Regions from separate parts of the Sus scrofa genome. Here region 1 is linked to region 2. Evidence: chromatin contacts called from public HiChIP or PLAC-seq data. All regions are on one chromosome and are shown on one strand. The core of a region is the stretch at or near the end of the contact, and the rest is flanking DNA. Distances in the headings are between cores, read along the strand shown.

What was found. HiChIP or PLAC-seq counts read pairs in DNA pulled down with a chosen protein or histone mark.
Region 1: a contact with region 2 is called in an H3K27ac HiChIP or PLAC-seq map of alveolar macrophages. The contact joins the promoter of MPST here to the promoter of GGA1 in region 2.

Annotation. Positions count from the first base shown.
Region 1 is chr5:10,748,481-10,751,270 of Sscrofa11.1, forward strand. It overlaps MPST (3-mercaptopyruvate sulfurtransferase), which reads right to left and starts at 1,346. Exons shown (of 3, transcript XM_021091532.1): 1 at 1,258-1,346. TST (thiosulfate sulfurtransferase) reads left to right here and starts at 784. Exons shown (of 3, transcript XM_005663810.2): 1 at 784-1,133; 2 at 2,269-2,790. The coding sequence starts at 2,290. It overlaps MIR9819 (microRNA 9819), which reads right to left and starts at 1,130; the gene lies at 1,033-1,130.
Region 2 is chr5:10,212,088-10,215,139 of Sscrofa11.1, forward strand. It overlaps GGA1 (ADP-ribosylation factor-binding protein GGA1), which reads right to left and starts at 1,743. Exons shown (of 19, transcript XM_021091505.1): 1 at 1,308-1,743. The coding sequence starts at 1,350.

The DNA.
Region 1 (2,790 bases), core at 96-2,595, 540 kb after region 2:
CTTCTGCTCGGATCTTGAGTTGCTGTGGCTGTGGCATAGGTCAAATCACAGCTCCAATTAGACCCCTAGCCTGGGAACTTCCATATGCTGCTTTTTGGCTAAGAAACCAAAAAAAAAAAAAAGAAAAAGAAAGAAAGAAAAAAAGTCAGGGGCAGTGGTGTTCCAGCAGTTAACACACCCATGCTAAAAACATTAATTTACGTAAAGATTGAATACAAATGCAGGTTTTTTGTTTTTTTGTGTTCTGTTTGTTTGTTTGTTTGTTTGTTTTAAGCATAAGGCTTCCGGGATGAGCAAGATACACAAAAGCAGCCCTAGGAGTTCCGTCGTGGCTCTGTGGTTAACGAATCCGACTAGAAACCATGAGGTTGCGGGTTCGATCCCTGGCCTCGCTCAGTGGGTTAAAGATCTGGCGTTGCTGTGGCTCTGGCGTAGACCGGTGGCTATAGCTTCGATTGGACCCCTAGCCTGAGAACCTCCATATGCCACGGGAGCGCCCCAAGAAATGGCAAAAAGACAAAAAAAAAAAAAAAAAAAAAAAAAAAAAAGCAGCCCTAGCCTCCTGAGCTTAAGATCCAAGATTAACGATAGCCTGGTCTCCGCCTCACCTCGTGTGCCCCTGGGCAACCCGCTGGTTCTCTCTCTTTGGTGTTTAAATTAAGTTTCTGACCTACTCCGCAGGGCTGTTGTGGGAAGTGACACCCGCAGGGTTGTTGTGGGAAGTGACACCCGGGGGAGGAGCACCCTGCGGAGTTCCTCACCAAGCAGGCCTTGACAAATGTTAGTTTCCTTTCGCTCCAGCAAGTTCTTTGCCAGTTTGTCCTCCCCGGAGCCTCTGGGTCAGCTGGCCTCCTCTCCCAGGCTTCTCCGGCTTTATGAGCCCTACTCCCTCCCTCCTACCCTCTCTGGTGGCACCAGGTGACACCATCCTCCACAGGTCCCCCTCCCGCGGCCACTCAGCCCGACCCCATTCTGCCGGCCTCCCCCAGCTGCTGCGGACAGCCATCCTGAGGGTGAAGCCAGGGCCGCGCCTTCCCTGCTAGGCTGCAGCCCCCAGCTCTGCTCTGGCCCCGGGGCGGCGGGGGGACGTCCCAGGCTGAGCATCCGGACGATCGAGCTCCCTCTAAAGAAAGGCAAGCGCCACGCCGCCCCCGCAGTCACCCGAATCTCGGGATCCTGGCTTCCGGGCTCGGCCATTGCCCGGCGCAGAGCGCCCCCTCCCCGCGCCCGCAGCTGTCCCCTCCTCCCGTCACCAACCTGCTGCCGGCCAAAGGGAGGAGACAACGGCACAGCCCACTGCTGCGGCCACTCGGAGCCCGGGCTGCCGGCGCCTTCCACTGGCCAGGCGGGAGCGGGGGAGGCCCGAGCCGCCGAGCCCTGCCCCACGCCCCTTCCGCGCCGCCCACCGCCCGCGGCGGATCCTGGAGCATCTAAGAGGCGCTGCGAGCCGGGCGGGTGGCCGGGGGACGGACGCGGCGCCGCGGCGGGAGCGCGGAGCTGGGCGAGGGGCGCACGATCCCCCCTGCGTGGAGGCGCAATGGAGTGGGCCGGCCGGGGAGTTGAGGGCTCCGGGTTTGAACCTGCCAACTTCTCCAGCGGGCAGGGGCGAGCGCCAGGGCGGCGGCGAGGGCGAGTGAGTGCGGCGGGGTGGGGCGGCAGCAGACGCCCGGGCCGCCCGGAGTTGGGCCGCCGGCCGGACCACCTGCCACCCAGGGGAGGGTCCCGGTGGGGAGAGTGGGGCGGTCTGCCCCAAGCACCCTGGCCCCAACCGGGGCAGAGGGCACCGGGCCGGGCTGGACTGGGGCGTTCGGGAGGCGGGCGAGCCCATGTTGCTGAGAGGCCGCAGGAAGGTTTGCTAGACGCGAGGCGCGGGTGCGTGCAGGGCTCCAGCGAACCGTCCCCATGCAGCCACTCTCCTGCAGTCCCAGGAAGGGGGCTTTAAGCCCAGGATGCCTTCTCCCGTCAACCTGGGCACCTTCAAACAAGATCTTGAGGGCGAGGATTGCAGCTTGTAGGGCCAGACACCCTCCCTTAGAAGCTCTCGCCCCACCTCTTTCTGCGCGGGAGGGGGCGCAAGGAGACGCGGAAACAGGCTTTCCTTAGGGAACCTACAACCCTAACCCCACCGCACGCCAGCAGCCCTGCCGGCTTGCTGTAAACACGACACCCCGGGGGAGTGCAGCGGGGCAAAGCTCATCCTCCCAGGCCCTACCCCACTGCTCCCACGGTCCTCATACCGGTCTCTTTCCTGATTCCCACCCGCGCCAGGTGACACGCAGAGCTGAAACCATGGTTCAGCAGGTGCTCTACCGGGCGCTGGTCTCCACCAAGTGGCTGGCGGAGTCTGTCCGGACTGGCAAGCTGGGGCCAAGCCTGCGAGTGCTGGACGCCTCCTGGTACTCGCCGGGCACCCGCGATGCTCGCAAGGAATACCTAGAGCGCCATGTGCCCGGCGCGTCCTTCTTTGACATAGAGGAGTGCCGGAACAGAGAGTCACCCTACGAGATGATGCTGCCCACCGAGGCGGGCTTCGCTGACTACGTGGGCCGCCTGGGCATCAGCAACAACACGCACGTGGTGGTGTATGATGGTGATAACCTGGGCAGCTTCTATGCGCCGCGGGTGTGGTGGATGTTCCGGGTGTTTGGCCACCGCACCGTGTCAGTGCTCAATGGTGGCTTCCGAAACTGGCTGAAGGAGGGCCACCCAGTGACATCTGAGCCCTCACACCCAGAGCCAGCCATCTTCAAAGCCACACTGGACCGGTCCCTGCTCAAGACCTACGAGCAG
Region 2 (3,052 bases), core at 493-2,992:
AGATCCTCTGACCCTGCAGAAAATCCCCACTGCTGCTCAACCTGACACTGGTTTTGTATCAGCCACAGCCCAAGGCCTGCGGCGGTCAGATCTATCAACCAGGGCCCTGCCCATCCCCCCCAGTTATTGCTGTGACCTGGACACTTGTGGCGTTCCAGAACAGTCTCGATGGCCGCTGAGTGCTTCCTTTCCAGGCCCTCCCCCTCCGCTGGAGACAGTGTGATTCTGGGACCAACCTCAGAACTCAACTCTGCACAAGACTGGCTTCAAAGGGGCTGATCATAGCCCCCCAACACCCTGGGCAGCTCCCTGGTGTGCCTGAGGCCAGGAGGCTGAACTGAAGGTAGACCTGAGCAGAGGCTGCCCCGAGGTCCTGTGGCAGATGTGGGCCCAACAGGAAGAAAGACTTGAGAGGGAGCTGTCACCAGCCCGGGGAGAAGCAAGCCATGCTTTGAGGGGTTGTGAGAGCTGAAAAGCTTCTGTAGTGTGGGATAGGGAGGTCAGGTGGACCGTGTAGCGGCTGATACTCTGAAAGCCAGGTATTAGGAAGAGACACAGGAGGGGATGCAGAGGCATTTGGAGGAAGCCAGGAGAGGGCTGGGAAAGGAGTCTGGTGAGGGTGCAGAAGCCAAGGGGCTGGGTTGAGGGCAGGGATAGAGACCTTGAAATTACTTCTGGAGTCTGAGACCGGACTCAAACCTGTAGGGTTTAGGGGTTTCTCACTATGTGGCCAGAACTCGGGGGCTCTCATGGGTTAGTGGACCCTCCCTTCCTGGGTGGGGGAACGAGCAAATCTGAGCGGAGATGCAAGCTCAAGGAATGGATAGGAGCGAGTCACGCATGCAGCGTCAGAAAGCGGAGGATTCGGGGTTCCAGGGGAGCAGGATCCCTCCCTCTTGGGTCTGAGGTTCAGCCCCAGGGGCTGCTCGCTTGCTACCATCCCGGGCTCCTTGGAAAGACTAGGGCGTCCGTTCCGCGTTGAAGTCTGGGCCCGAGGGGGTTGGAGGCTGCTTTCTCCATCCCGGAGGTTCTGGGCACAGAGAGGGGCGCAGCTCACTCCTCCCTGGGGGTCGCTGCCCTCGGATCGGAAGGGTAGGCGGCGCCCGCTCGCGTCGCCAGTCCGCGCACCTGCTGGGGTCTCTATTCAACCCAGAGTCTGAGGTACCGGCTTGGGACACCGTCCCTCCCCGGGCCGGGGGCGGGGCGTGAGGAGGGGGCGCCCCGTACCCCGCCTCCGTCGGGAAGGGGCCCGCCTAGTGCCCCTGGTTCCGGTTCCGGTCCGGCCCGCGCCCCTCCCGGACACTCACTGATTCGCGCCTCCAGAGTCTCCGGCTCCATCGCGGGCTCCATCCGCCACGGGCCCCCAGCCTCGGCACCGCCCCCCGCCCCCCGCCGCTCTCGCGGGACCTCCTCGGCACCGCCCTCGGCCGATTAAAGGGGCAACGTCCGTCCCAACGCGCGAGAGCGGAGCGTGAGAGCATTCAGCACCATAGAGACGAGAACTACTCGCCTAGAGCGTCACTTGCTCGCCCAACCCCTCCCCTAAGCGGCGACTGCGGGGGGAGGAACGGGTTGCCGGCCTCCTCGTCCACAGCGCTCAGGCCGGAGAGGAAGCAGAAGGACTCGGGGCTGAGAGCTGCACCATGGAAACCCCGCGGGACGCTCTAATTCGTTTCGCGTCACGAAAACGCTTGTGACCGCTTCCGGCCGAACGTTCCACCGCCATCTTTTTGAGGGGCTCTTAGGTCACTTCCGGAATCCTGAGCGGGTATTTCCGCTTAGATGTAAACATGGCGGGGCCTTAAAAGGGCAACGACTTACTTGGGCCGTTAAAGTTTATTGAGTGTTTACAGTTGTCCAAGCATCGTTTTAAGCACTTTTTTTTTCCCCCTTGGCTGCGTCCAAAGCATGTGGAAATTCCCAGGCTAGGTATTGAACCTGCGCCACAGCAGTGACAACAGGGGATCCTTAGCCGGCTAAGCCACCAGGGAACTCCTTTGAGAACTTTTACACATTTTTCTATTTACTCCTCACAACAAACCAATGAACCGGATCGTTTGAGGTCACACAAGTGGCAAAGCCCGAACCCCGTGCTATCTCCTGCATTCATTCTGAGATCATTTCATGCACCCCGCAGTTTCCAGGCCCCGGGGCACGTCACGAGCTCACCTGGGTCCGTTTCCTTCTGTCGCCCCCTGGCGGCCTTCCGGGGAACTGACCCGTGGTGTGCTCGGGAGCCTCCCTGTCTCCTGGAGGGTTAAAGGGAATCTGGCGAATCCGGTTCTGCTCAGCCGTTGCCTTCGCAAGCGACCTCGATTCACCTTGCAGAACCGAGGTGACCTCATCAGGGAGTTTGAGAGGCATGTGCTTGGGTCAGTTTTTCCCCTAAACTCAACTATTCAGCAAACCGAGATGCTTTTCTCAACTCTCCCCCACAAACCATTAAAATTATACAGGAAAGTGATATGTATGTTTATTGCATTCCTCAATAAAAGCTGTAACATAATATGTACTTAGAGCTCTTTTCGTTTGTTTCTTTTATTACTGTGACATGAATTGTTACAGAAATAATACATTTACCGCACTGATTTAGGGGCACATGCAGTCTGTCCAGGGTCACGTTTTAAAGAGAGCAGAGATTTGACCAGGGTTCAAATTCTGACCTCGCTGCTTTCCAAACTGCCCTAGGACAAGTCACTTAGCCTCCTTGGATCTCAAGACTTCCCATCTGAATCATTCTTGTTAGAATTCAGTGAACCAGTGTTTGCTAAGTGAATCCCCCCAACACAGGCTCCCCACTCACTGTCTCGGCTGAACTTTTCTCCTTAGCACCTGTCTCCACTGATTACTTCTTTTCTTCATCGTGTCTTTTGTCTCTTGCCCCCACTGGAAGGTAAGCTCTGTGAGGACGAGGAATTTCATCTATTTGGTTCATCGATGTATCCTCAAGGCTTGAAAGAATAACTGGCACATAAGTGTTCAATCAACACGCATTGAGGTGTTTCCTGGCGGCTCAGTGGGTTAAGGATTCGGGGTTGTCACTGTTTTGGCT